Regions from separate parts of the Zea mays genome. Here region 2 is linked to region 1. A link is a contact called in public Hi-C data. All regions are on one chromosome and are shown on one strand. Each heading gives the region's core, a stretch centred on a gene start, on an enhancer-like site or on the middle of the called end of the contact. The rest is flanking DNA. Distances are from core to core; before and after follow the strand shown.

What was found. Hi-C and Micro-C count contacts between places; a contact is called where the count stands out from the background.
Region 2: a Hi-C map of leaf shows a contact between it and region 1, with 4 times the contacts expected there. The contact joins the promoter of LOC103646158 here to the promoter of LOC103646156 in region 1. A contact is called at or near these places in 7 of 25 Hi-C or Micro-C datasets (bundle sheath, ear, endosperm and 2 more).

What each region holds. Positions count from the first base shown.
Region 1 is chr2:24,988,621-24,995,780 of Zm-B73-REFERENCE-NAM-5.0, reverse strand. It overlaps LOC103646156 (sphingolipid delta(4)-desaturase DES1-like), which reads left to right and starts at 3,195. Exons shown (of 2, transcript XM_008670877.3): 1 at 3,195-3,637; 2 at 6,167-7,141. The coding sequence starts at 3,482. The coding sequence ends at 6,988.
Region 2 is chr2:25,149,672-25,156,661 of Zm-B73-REFERENCE-NAM-5.0, reverse strand. It overlaps LOC103646158 (WD repeat-containing protein 44), which reads left to right and starts at 3,489. Exons shown (of 7, transcript XM_008670878.4): 1 at 3,489-5,379; 2 at 6,551-6,641; 3 at 6,724-6,881; 4 at 6,966-6,990. The coding sequence starts at 4,057.

The DNA.
Region 1 (7,160 bases), core at 1,946-4,445:
GATAACTGCTTGGCAAGAACGAAACAATACTGGTATCCGCCTAGGATCCGTCTTCAACAACAGATAGTACTGCTCTCATACGAAGAAATCATCAGGGGTAGAGAGGGTACAACATGTCTCTACAAGACCTTCATATTTCTATCACAAATTATCACCACTAGTAGTCTAGTGGTCAAGACATATGACTCTTCTGGCTCCGAGGACCAAGGACATGTTAATGTCCAATTACACTTCAAGCTCTGTGGTGATGTGGGATTTCATAGTTATTTGTCTACTCTTCTCACTTCTGGTAGATCAGAGGTAGATAATGGTAAGCATGCCAATGGGTGAAATTCAGTGTAGTTCGGCTACATAAACCCCAGGTATATGTCCATTCAGGACCGACCTTTACCATTTAGCTTATAGTGTATACCAAACTTGTCAAAGGACTATCCCGAGTCAATTCAGTGACTATAAGTATTTACAATTCTGAGAGGTGTATGCAACACAAGCATAGAGGTCCTAGATAGGACGAGTAAATTGGTTCGACGGGAACACACAATGGTTTTTCACACAAACATTGTGAAAAAATTCTCAGAATTACCTTTCGATGTACTCGCAACTTCGTGTTGCTAAGGTACTAGCTATTTATCTCAAAGTTCGCTTCATGCCGTTCAGCGACAAATAGCAATGTGCCAACATCTGGTTGAGCAATGTATGACTGAGATTCTAGCATTTATTCATCTGATAAGGTCTTATTGCTTACTAATAAAATCCCAATTTGTGATATCTTCTATGCCAAAAAGGCTTTCATGCATTATATTATATATATTCGGGTTACTTCGGGTAAAACTTTATGCATGAGGAGAGAGGAGAGAATTAACTTGTCCATGTTTTGTTGTATTTCAATTTAATTTCCCAGATTATTCAAGCACTATAGAGCTTGATATAGTTGTTATGGCCATTTGGCAATATAAATAAATATATGATGCCACACAACACAAGCAAATAAAATATAGAGCTAAACAAAATTGTTTACGAAGGTTGCACATAATGTGACTTTAGGGGCTTGAACAACCCACCACAATCCACGCGAGTACAAGCTCTAGCGTATCTGGCGTCAACGTGTGTGCGACCATCAGGGCTACGACAACACAACAAGCCTTCGTAATAAGTACAACAGGCAAAATTATTGCTCGGTAATTGGGGTACACGATAAATCCATGCAACGTGCGCAATAGGCGCAATCGTGGCTCGATGATCACGGCAAACAGACAGTGCCTACAGGGCATGCGAAAAATACGCGACTCCGCGATGGCGGTTCGACTCAACGGGAGCTGTCCGATTAAACGAGAGTGCTATATAGCAATCACATGACGCAGCCAAGTTCGTACGACACAAATACTGCATCGTGTTGCCAGGGCGCAGCCAATGCCAAAGCTCAGCCGATTATTAATTTAGTCCGATCGGCATGTCTAGGTACCCACCATACAATTTAATCGCTCGATGTGAGTTCAAAAAGCTCAACGCAACACAGAAATTTAGAGCGATTTGAGTATGCACAGTATAGCCTTCACATATTTTAATAATTTCTGCCAATTATCTATTACGAGAAATAAAGCAGAAAAATAATACTAGAATTAATGCATGAGTATAAGCAGATCAGATGCATATATGCATTTTCTCATATCTAAGCATGCATTTTTCTACTAATTATTCGTGCCAAAGAATAATTAATTAAGATAAAGAATTTATTTAAATGTATGTTTGGTGGTAAGAAACACGATAATGAAGCAACAAACAAACGAGCATGCGAAACTTTATTAGCGCATCCGTTTGTGCATGCGTGAGGTGCCTTCACGTAAATAGCCCATCCATTTGTTCATGCGGCTTGCGGGGTGGCATGTGGCCGTTTGTGCATGTGGAGGTAGTCGTGGTGGGAGCGGACGTTGCGGGGCTGGTGCATGCGGTTCCAAGGAAACGTGAACAGCCATGCAAGGAAAACGTCAAAGCCTGCTATTCTGGAGGAGGTGCCGGCATGCACGGCTCCAGGCCTTTGATTTTCACAAGGCAGCGGTGTGGCTCCAGGCCTTCTCGTGAACTGCAGCGCGTCATCTCGGCGCATGAACCGAGACCAGTCAACCATCAAATGGTGCTCTGCTCCGACCAACAGCATGCACACAGGCTCGTAGGCAATATACGCGATGAACAGTAAATTGTAGATCCACTCAAGATTTCATACCGTGATTCCTGGTTCGATAAACGGGAACGAAGCCTGTCGCGTAGGACAGTTCGGCAAGGCCAAGAGACCTGCCGGCTTGACGAAGAGTTGATGCAGACCTGATCCCGCAGCAACGTCGAAGTAGAGCGTGCTGATAACGTGTTGAGAACTACGTTACCACGGATCACCAGATCCGCTCCCTTCCCTCCCGTCAGCAGTAGAGGCGCGAGAAGCTGTAGAGAACCCGTCTCCCTTCCCATAAGCACGACAGAGGAAACGCACGAGACACATGATATAGGGTTGGGCCTCTGGCCTCTTTCTGATCACTGTATTATGAGGGGATGTACATGTTCCTTATATAGAGATGTGAGACCCCTCAGGGGCAAAGCAGGTATTTGCCCACATAACCCTAACTAGGGTTACTTAACAGAATGCAGGGTTCGTGACAAAAAAAAAGTTGTCAGGATGATGGATCTGTTTGAATGCGTCTGGTGCTGTGACCCTGTGCTTTCCATGTGAACGTGCAAACTCAGAATGGTTTGGCATGTCCGTCACCTTGTTGTCTTATCGATCCAAGCCGGTTTTCAACAATGTGTGCTATGCAATGCAAGTTAGCAAAGGCGTGGAACTGAAAAGATATGTACATTTCCTTTCAAAAAAGAGAAAAAAAAAGAGAAGGACACCCGTGGCAAAATATGTTGCCAAGAAACTCAAGACGGTGACTTCCAAAACACACACACTTCGATCCCTCAAAACAGTTAGTGATTTTGTAGATAAAGCAGGAAAAACGAACAACCGCAATAGTTGTATAGGTTAAACTGAAGTTTTTTCCTATTTCCATCTCATGTTCCTTTTCTTCATGGGCCATGGGCCCATGGCCCAACAAATGTCGATCCGATCTGATCAACCTGCATTCAGGCTCAAACTATCCCTGGCCCATGGTCATCGCCTTCGATGACATGTGGACCCCATAGTGCCAGCTCCGCGTCACGTTCTCTGCACGTTCATGTTCGTCGTCACCTCCGGATTCCCCGAAATAGACAAATTCGCCCACACCACACCCTCCGCCGCTGCACGCCTCCACGCCTCGCCCACCCATAGGCCATAGCCGGTAGATACTTTCATCAAAGATAGCACACAGGATTCGCCCCGCCGGTTCGCGTGAAAAGGAGCCGACGAATCCACCTACCCGCATTCGGGCTCCAGCGCCACCCCGTGCCATCGGGCTGCGTCCGCTAACGACCGCCCGTTCGCGCAGGGCCCAGGGTGTGGGAGGGAGCAATGGTCGCTGGGATGGAGGCGGAGGAAGGGGTGATGGCGACGGACTTCTTCTGGTCGTACACGGACGAGCCGCACGCGTCGCGCCGCCGGGAGATCCTGGCCAAGTACCCGCAGATCAAGGAGCTCTTCGGCCCGGATCCGTGGGCCTTCCTCAAGGTGCCGTGATCTGCTTTCTTTGCGGCTTGCTCTTTGCGTCTGTTAATTTCTCTCTCCTGTGATTCTGTGTGTGGAATGCGGAATAGAGGATCCAGGATTTAGCTCGCCAGAAAGTTTGACTCACGCTGTTCCCTTTTACGACGTTTGGCGTTTGCTGAGCAGATGCAAGTCGGTTTGGATCCATTAAAGTTTGGTATCCCTAGAAGCTAGAGCTGCGATATTAGTTAAGTGCTACGCATATCTGAATTCGGGGTCGATGTGCTGTTTTTTACGGTTTCTGTGCGAGGTTAGTTTGACATTGTGCAGGCTATGGTGCTTACGTTGCTAGAAATATTCTGGAACCACCACTATGACAAAGCGATTGCAGATATACTTTTCTTTTTTCCTTTTTTTTTTGTTAGGGAGATTGCAGCACTCTTCTTTGGACTTTCCAGTTTTCTTCTGTTACTTGCTTGTTTTGTAAATTTGTTTGCCTTGTCGTCAACTAACTGGTTAATATTCCTTATGACACTGCAAATTTGATGTCTGCAAAACTGTTAAGATTGGGTTTTATGGCGCAAACAAGATGAATTAGTAACCAAATAATACAGTCAAATCAGGTACTTCCTCCGTTAAATTGTTTCATCAAGCCATAATGAGCCTAATGGCATACTGCTAGGTGGCATAAGCTGCCCACTTTATTGTGCTATGCTGAACCTTTCTTGTTGGCTCTGAATTAGTTCCAGGCTTCCAGCTGTAACTTTAAGCCTGGCCATGTTCATTTACTATGGAACGGTTCCAACCGTTACAGATGGAATGATATGTTTATTTGTAATTTTGTATTAACATGGATTAGCTGGAATAGTTCCGGGTGTAAATCCAATGCATCCGAACGGGCCCTAAAGGGTGCCTGAAATGGCAGTTGCTGCTTCTTATTGGCTACCGGCATTTTCTTTCAAGACATCATTAAACCTTACTGGTTGTTTCAATATTATAACTTCAGCGGCATTAAGAATCGATAAAGATTAATTTTTCTAAGCCGTAACTAGTTATTGGGTGCTACTTCCTTGAAGAGTAGGCAAATCCCAACAACTTTGGCCACGGCATATCTTGCTACTGATCTTAATGCACCCTCGGTTTTGTATGACACATTTGGGACAGTAATTTCAGATCAACCACAAGACGGCAATCATATCTTTGGTACCCTCTATCATGTTGAGATTGTGGGAAGAACCATAGGAATTATGAACTGTAAATCAACCACAAGACACAGTCATATCTTTACCGTATTATTCATTTTCATATTGAGGCCAATCGGTCATTAATGAGGAATGTAAATCGACTCAGACTTTAATGCCAATATGCGAGAACATTATCAAAAGATGAATTATCTGAAACCTTGAATACAGCCTGAACCTGCAAAGCACACTAACACATCCTTACTGAATTACTGTGCCCTGCACCATATCTGAGCAGTCATTTGAATCAGAGTATCTCGTTTTCATTCCTTGCTAAAGGCGCAGACGCAGGGGCTCCCACATGTGTGGGGGTCTGGTGAAGAGATAAGCCGAGGTAAGGGCTTGTTTGTTTACCCCTCAGATTATATAATCTGGATTAAATAATCCTAAGAGTCAAACAAACAGTCCAGCTTATTTGCCCAGATTATATAATCTAACCCCTTGGATTATGATAATCCATAAGCAAGTGAGGAGGTGCTTATTTTAGATTATTTTTTCCCACTTCCCCACTACCCTTTCAAGTTTTCTAGAAATTACCCACCATTGCCATTATAATCCACCGAATCGTTTTTGCGCCTAGTACTAGTCAATTTGAGGATGAAGAAGGTGACATGAATGCCTTCCGTGATAATATTGCTAATGCAATATTTGCCAATATCAATTGAATTATTTTTTTCATATATGAGTTTCAACCTAGTACAAATATAGAGGGCATTCTTGTCTTCCTCATACAAAAGAATCCTATTAACAACTCAAATAATCTGGGTAAACAAACAGGACTACTCAGATTATATAATCCAGATTATATAATCCAGATTATATAATCCTCCAAAAATAATCCAGATTATATAATCCATGGGGGTAAACAAACATGCCCTAAGCCTTCCCCGCGAATGCGAAGAGGCTGCTTCAAACCCGGAACCCGTGACCTGTTGATGCGGTGAGACAGCTCTCACCGTTACACCAGAGCACCTAGTAAAGGATTTTTGCCTTCATGTGGCACATCCGCACATCTCATGGCCTTGTAAGAAAAAAAAATCAGGAGGGCTACCATCCTTGTCCATAGGCTGAAGTTCTTTTCTTTTTGGAGCAATAAGTTGTACTCTTATTTGCATTGGTAGCATTGGTATATGTTCTATTGCGTTTGCTGAAGTTGTTTGCCCATACCTGTATGACACGGTATAGTCCGAATTCCTAATGGAATCTCCTGGGAATTTAAGCTTAGAAACTTGTTTGGCCAATTTAATTATTTAGTACAGCCAGAAGCCATGACTTGTCAATTCTTTGATGGTTATTTCACCTGTTGTTGCAGATTGGTTTGGTCGTGTCGCTTCAGCTATGGACTGCTACATTCCTCCGTGACGCCAGCTGGCTGAAGCTACTGACGGTGTCCTACTTCTTCGGGTCGTTTCTAAACCACAACCTGTTCCTGGCCATCCACGAGCTGAGCCACAACCTTGCCTTCGCGACCCCATCCCTGAACCGCTGGCTGGGCATCTTCGCGAACCTCCCCATCGGTGTGCCCATGTCCATCACGTTCCAGAAGTACCACCTGGAGCACCACCGGTTCCAGGGCGTGGACGGCGTGGACATGGACATCCCGAGCCAGGCGGAGGCGCGCGCCGTGAGGAGCGCCGCCGGCAAGTCCGCGTGGGTCGTGCTCCAGCTCTTCTTCTACGCTCTGCGGCCGCTGTTCCTGAAGCCGAAGCCTCCGGGCCTGTGGGAGCTGACCAACCTGGCGGCCCAGGTCGGCCTCGACGCCGGGCTCGTGTACCTGTGCGGCTGGAGGTCGCTGGCCTACCTTGTCCTCTCCACGTTCGTCGGCGGCGGCATGCACCCCATGGCGGGCCACTTCATCTCGGAGCACTACGTGTTCAGCCCCGAGCAGGAGACCTACTCGTACTACGGGCCCCTGAACCTGGTGGCGTGGCACGTGGGGTACCACAACGAGCACCACGACTTCCCCAGGATCCCGGGCACCCGGCTGCACAGGGTGAAGGAGATGGCGCCGGAGTACTACGACGGCCTCGAGTCGTACAGGTCCTGGAGCCAGGTCATTTACATGTACATCATGGACCGGACGGTCGGCCCGTTCAGCCGGATGAAGAGGAAGGCGCAGAAGAAAGACTCGTAGTCGCCGTGTGCTCAATTTGTTTTTTTTTTGGTCGCGTGTGATGTGAACTCATGTTTGGTGTAAGCATTTCGATTCGTCGGAACAGCTTGTTTGTGATATCAATGGCTCGTTTTTTCGTGCTGGATCCACCGTGCCCAGCACGAGCTGTCAAAATGGCGCGTTGACACCCCCG
Region 2 (6,990 bases), core at 2,240-4,739, 160 kb before region 1:
TATGCATTGATGGGGACACATGTTTTCGGCGACGGCTTTTTCAGGCTTTTCCAGCCGGTACCACCCTCCACCTATGCGGCTACGGCTCTAGGCTTTCCCCCGCAGCCTGCCACCGCTAGCAAGCAGGGCCACTCCTCCTCCTCCTCCTCCTCCTCCTCCAGTACAGCGGCCTTTCGTCAACATGCAGTAGCTGTTAGCAGCAGCAGCAGCAGCATTGATAGAGTTAGCTTGCTTCGTCGGTTAGTTAATTAATCAACCACGGAGTCCTCTATCTTATCCAGTCTTCGTCCCTTGCGCCACAACTCTTGTTCACGGGGGCACCGTGTGCCAGTGGGATTAGACTGGAAAAGATTAGGCATTTACATCTGATGCGCACTAACAGTTAGTACGGCGATGTCACATCTATCGTCCACCACCTTTTAGTTAGTCAAAACTCATGTGCGCATAAATTTACGTGCGAGAGATTCCGTGGCTAAGAGCTAAAAAGCAGCACACTGTATAGTTAGTTGTATGTAGCTATAGCACGTTGGAGCTTTTGCTTTTCGAATATTGTATTCCCCTCCTCTGTCATGTGCGCGAGAGGGGATTTCATAAGTAGTGGACACGCTGGCAGTATTAGCAAAAGCCATATATGTAGCTGGTGCTGACTTTGTCGATCAGCACGAGACTCAAGCATGTGTGTTCTTGGATGCTGGAGATCAACTCTCAGGGATTTGTTTGGCTAGGCATGCAAACGGGGTAGGTGTAAGTCAGTATGTAAGGTGGGTTTAAGAAATAGTTTTATTTTGGTGGGTTGTGACGTGTTTATTTTGTATTGTGGGTCGAAATGGTTGATACCCATGGGTGTAGATGGATTTGCATAGACATGGGTTTCCATGGGTCTCCATCCATCCGTAGACCGTAGGACTGTATTCGAGTCGACTACCAACTTAGTCCCAAATCCCAACATCCCAACTCAACCCTAACTCTCTAAGTTTCACCCGTGCACCGGCGGTCGCATCCTGCTTCCTGCCCCAGCGGCCGGCACTCCCCTCTCCCCAAGTCTTCACCTCGGCGGACAGAGCTCCCCTGGCCCCTGCTGACACCCGACGCTAATTAGACACTTTCACACTTAGACGCCGACGCCCCTGTCCCCTGGCGCACGCTCTTGCATACGAAGCGATAACACTGTCGCCCCAGGGACCGTTCACACATGGTTCTTTTCTTTTCACTTCCAGGGAGATTTATGCGTGGTTCGGTGGGCTTTTGATGCTACCTAGATGTGCCCTTCCATTGTTGCTAGCTTTGAGCTTGATAAGAGACTCTTTCCACATCTGCTAGTTTATATTTCTTGCCAAAAAGATTATTGTTCATTAAGGATCTTTAACAGATGTTTTTTGTTATTCTCTCGAGACCTAAATGTTCATCGACCAAACTTGTTTTTGTATCAGTGTATAATATTATTGTCACTGTTTTTGTATGTCGTGGACTATGTTTTTGTATGTCATTAAAACTACCTATAAAATTGTCACTGTTTTTGTATGTCATGGACTATGTTTTTGTATGTCATTGAAACGGGGTTTCCACCCAATTACGAGTTGGTTTGGGGTCAATAATATTATTGGATGAGTTGAGTTTAATTTCCTTATATTTTTGGATGTGTGTGGGATGAATATCAAAGTTATTATATCAAAGTTATTAGATTTAGATATGTGTGGACGTGAGTTGGATTTTTTGCCGTTAGCATGCCTATGTTTGGCTAGTAGCCTCTCGATCTTTGTTTTCCTCATACGATCTTGGCACTCCACACGGCTATTCTTCGTCTGCAATGTCCTTTTCTCTGGACATGTGTATAAATGAAAGAGGGTGGGGGCGAGGGGGTATTAAGGACGAAAGCATGGACGAGCGGGCATGGGTTCGCATTGCTGATGAGCCTGCAATAATTCAGCTTCCATATAACTATCGATCGTGCTGGAACCAGACCGTGGACGGTGGATGTGGATCCGTCGGAAGGAGACCCGCGCTGGTCGGCCACTGCGTGAACACAGATGAGCGAAACGGACCACGTCGTTGTCCCGCCGAGCTGGCCAACGCTGCGTACGTGCCACCGCCACGAGAGGCCTGCTTAATCAGCGCGGCCACACCCCTTAACCCTGTACGTGCCTGCAGGAGAACTGAACAGGCGTGCATGGCAACCAGACCGGGCCCTTTTGTACGTACGTACGTTACGTACGTACTGCATACGCGTCCCGGAATAATCCCGCGGCCTAAACGAACATGTTAGCTAGAGGGGCGGCTCCTGGAGTTGGAGTAGCATGGACATCCAGCTGCCCCTGGCTGCTCCGACAGCGCGGGTAATTGCCGCGGGGGCCCGCCCGAGGACGGTGGTCCGTCCGCCCGCCCGCCCGCGCCCGCTGCGATTTTGGGCGCGAGCGCAGCTGGGCGGTGGTCTTGCGGTTGCACACCTCTCTCTCTGCCTCTGCTCTGCTCTGCTCGACTAGGGCATGTACAGTGGTGTTTAATGTGGAGGCTCTTAAGGTGTTTAAGGGGTGTATTTGCAAAAAAATCTTAGAGCCGTCTCTCTGTGAAGAGACGTCTCTGGCTCGTAAACCAAGTAGTAACAGACGCATCACTTTCTACTATACGAATTTGTCGTCTGTTCTATCGATCTGCTGCTGTACAAATGCATTTAATTCTGTATTTATTAGTAGACTACATTTATAGACACTCCATTGTATAATAGAGTCTCTTAGTTGTCTCTTGTGCTTGGAGAACCGTTTTGGTGTCTCTCCACTGTACATGCCCTTACGTCGCGCCCCGCCCCGCCCCGCCCCGCCCCGCCCCCCGGCGTCGCGATCAAGCGCAGGGACCGAAGGGACACCAGATGCGTTCGTGCCGCCGCGCTCATGCTGCCCGCCCCGGGACCGGGACCGCGCGGCGCGGCAGCGGCGGTACGTCGTGTGCGCGGGTTGCGCGGCACGCGCTCTGGCCGAAGGGCTTTGAGACTTGAGAGAGAGAGAGAGAAGGACCTGCCAGCATCGGATGCCTGCCGGCGGTCTGCCCGGCCGCGGGGAGGCTTTGGTGGATCTTTGATGGACTGTTTGCGCGATGGTCCTCCTGACACGCCGCATGTGGTGCCAAGCTGCTACCCATGGCACGCATGCCACATGGCGCCTGCGTGTGTATGTGCTTTCCTTAATTTTTACGGGCGCCAGTAACATCTCTCTCACAGCGAGGCTTTGTTCACGCCGACGGACCCTTTACCTCATCAGACAGTCAGGTACTGTCTGCCTGGCCCCCATTTATTTTTTTTCAAAGGAAATTCCTCTTTGCACCTTCTGGAAATCATCGACGAATAAGACAAAACAAAGGGCAATGGGGGGACGGAATTTTTTTTACCACCAGCTCATGATTCGGGCATAGCACAGGTGACGACGCCAAAGCGCACGACAGACGCCCTCTTTCCGCGTCACCTTAAAACTCTCAAAACACGCCTTCCAAATTGACCGCCTTCTCCTTGCACTAATCCACTTCCCCGAAACGGCAGGAGCGAGCGGTTACCCTTTCCCAAGTTTGTCGCGCTCGCGCCCGAACGCTCCCGGCTGACGGCTGGGTCCAGCGGCCGATGGGTTTTTAACGTCACCTTCCCTCCCCATGGCCAGGGGAGGCCGGAGTAGGCGCTGGTAAACATCGCCAACAACAACGACGCACGCAGCCGCAGCCGCAGCGGGGGGAGAGGAGGTGGTGGCATTGGCAAGCATCACCACCCGCAATAACAACGACGACGGCGCCAGCAGTCCAGCACCAACCACCACTTTTTTCGAGGGAAGGCACGAACAGGCACAGGCAGGCGCGCGGCACGGGGTAGGAACCCGTCGCGATTGGCCCGTCCGACGACGAACCGGTCGCGGGCCTCGTGCCCGTGGTGGATCTGACTCCACCTGCGCGCGGTCGCGGTCGCGGGCGCCTTGCTTCCCCCTCCCCCGCTCATCGCCGCGGCGTCCACGGGGCAATTTCCATCCGCGGGGCGCCGCCGTGTCGACTCCATCTTCCTCGGCGGTCAATGCGGGCGCGGAGATGAGAGCCGGCGGCGGGGAGGAGGAAGAGGAGGAGGAGGTGTTCTACGAGTCGCGAGACCGCGTGCTCTCCTCCTCCTGCTCCTCCACCTCCGCCTCGGACGATGACGACAACGACCACCCGCGACGGCGACGGGACGGGGCCGCCTCTGCGGCGGCGGCGGCGCTCGACGTGTGGACGTCGGAGCCGGCGCCCGTGCAGGAGCGGCGCCGGAAGCTGCTCCAGATGATGGGGCTCGCCGGGGACCCCGCCCTAGCGCGCCTCGAGATGGGCCGATCGGTCTCCTACGACGGGCCCGTCCGCCCGGCGCCGGCCTCGCCCATCCCCCGATCCAGATCAGACGGCGCCGTGCCGGTCTCGTCGACCAAGCCCCCGCTGGGCGGGCGGTCGCGCCAGGCGTCGTCGGGCTCCTCCGAGGCCACGCCCGAAGGGGAGGACGCTGGCCCGAGGTGCCTAATCCGGAACCTCGACGACGGCACCGAGTTCGTGGTCAAGGAGGAGTTCCAGCTCCGCGAGGTCGGCACGGGCCGCCACTTCACCATGGAGGAGTTTGTTGACCTCTGCGTAGGCTGCTCGCCTATCGTCCAGGAGCTCATGCGACGCGATAACGTGGGGAGCTCCGGCTCGAACAACGGCGCGTCCACCCCCATCCAGAGGTCCAACTCCGACTCCAGCAACGGGGCTACGCGCCACCGGCGGCACAGCAGCTGGCTTCGGAGCCTTCGAAACGTTGCCGGCTCCATGGCGGTCACCTCCCGCGACCGCCGCAGCAGCGACGAGAAGGACACGTCCTCGGAGAAAGGCGGCCGCCGGTCCAGCTCAGCGACGGATGACAGCCAGGACAGCGCCGGAGCCTCCGTGCACCATGGCCGGGTGCGCGTTAAGGTGAGGCAGTCTGGGAAGTCGTACAAGGAGCTCAGTGGCCTGTTCATGAACCAGGAGATTCAGGCTCACAATGGGTCCATCTGGAGCATCAGGTTTAGTCCAGATGGCCGGTACCTCGCGAGTGCTGGGGAAGACTGCGTGATCCATGTCTGGGAAGTGTCCGAGTTTGAGAGGAAACGCGAGGAGAACGGACTGTGCAATCCTCTTGTTGCCATGGCGTGCAACGGTTCACCGGAGACAACATTAGCCTTGGCCAGCAGTCTGGATGGGAGCAATCGTGAGAAGAAGCGTCGGGCAAGGTTCTTGGAGGGTCGTAGGTCTGTGAGCTCAGACCGGCTAATGGTGCCAGAGCATGTGTTTGCACTGTCAGAAAAGCCGATTCGGACCTTCGTGGGGCATTCAGAAGATGTGCTTGATCTCTGCTGGTCCAAATCCCAGGTATTTCTAGCGTTGCTGTTTGTTCTAAACTTGCCCCTAGTTTATTTTTGACCAGTAATTTGATAAATGCTGAAATCTAGAAGCATGCCATAAACAGTATAACGATTGTAGACAACAATTGCTTAGTTCTTGTTATTCGTTTTACTATAGAAATGTTAACGGCATATTTTTATGAAGCATTATTCCAGCAGCCATCTTTGTGGTGATTGGGTTCAACCATGTTAGGACAGAAATAACATAGCACCTAGAGCTGCCTATTTTAATGCATTTCTGGCGTAATTAGCTGCAAAGGATGAATTGGTAACTTGTAATGCATATCATCAATTATTTGCTACCTAAACGTTCTTCCTCCAAGTTATTGTACCTTTTTGTGTATGCACATATTGGTGAATTTATCAGCATGTAACCATTATCAGGCCATGGCAAACGTCCAAACATTAATGCCCAGATTGCCATGAACATCATATTTTTTCAGTGCCTTGATAATTTACTTTTGCGGCTCTAAATGTTGGCTACTTGTTAACTCCTATCATTTTTTTGTTTATCATCAAATAGATATTATGTGTTTCACAATATATCATGGATAGGTGTGTGGGCTTCTAAAATCTAGGATTATCTTGCCTCATCATGTGCTTTCCATTTTTTAAACTTTTATATTGACCAAATGCAAGTACAAAAGGGTTGTTTGTTCAGTGTTCCCAACTTAAGTAACACCATGAAACAGGTCATATAAATGTGACACTAAGTCTTGTCACATCAAGTTGTGGAGTCTCAATTTATGGTCTCTTGGACACACATTTTCTAACCTGTTAGTCATATTACAGATGGTCTGGCGCTAAGTCACACAGCATCAAACCATCAGTAGGGTACTACTATTTATCAGGTTCTGCAAGTTTGAGTTACCCCTCCCTAATCACACTTATTAATGAAAGGGGTTGCATTTAGACCCGACCAGTTGCCTCCAAGAGCACAAGTGCATGATTAGACACATAAAATTTGTTGGATTCCTTTTAGGTATTAAGTTGCCAGCTGAAAACATCTTTCTCCTCTCTGTGCTGGCTACATATCGATTTTGTGCTCAGTGACAGTGCTCCATAGGAAGTATGATTGGTAAAGTTCCATTAACTCCTTACAAAATTTCTCAGTCATACCTTTCTGAAATGCTTTACAGTACTTACTTTCATCTTCAATGGATAAAACGGTGAAGTTGTGGCACATTTCGAGCGCTTCCTGTCTAAAAACATTTTCACACAGTGACTATGGTAAGAATCACCCACCACTTGCCCTTAATCTTTGTCACTCTGCCAGCATGCTGAATTTTCTTTTGTTGAATCTGTATCCTAGTGACATGCATCCAGTTCAACCCTGTTGATGATAGATACTTCATTAGTGGTTCACTGGATGAAAAAGTCCGCATATGGAGCATTCAAAACCGTGAAATTGTTGATTGGAAAGATTTGCATGAAATGGTCACTGCTGCTTGCTATACCCCAGATGGACAGGTTTTAATCATCTATACATAATTCTTTGATTTAATATCTTCTTCATGTTACGATCTGACACATCTCTTTCTTTCTTTCTCGAAGAGTGCACTAATTGGTTCCCATAAAG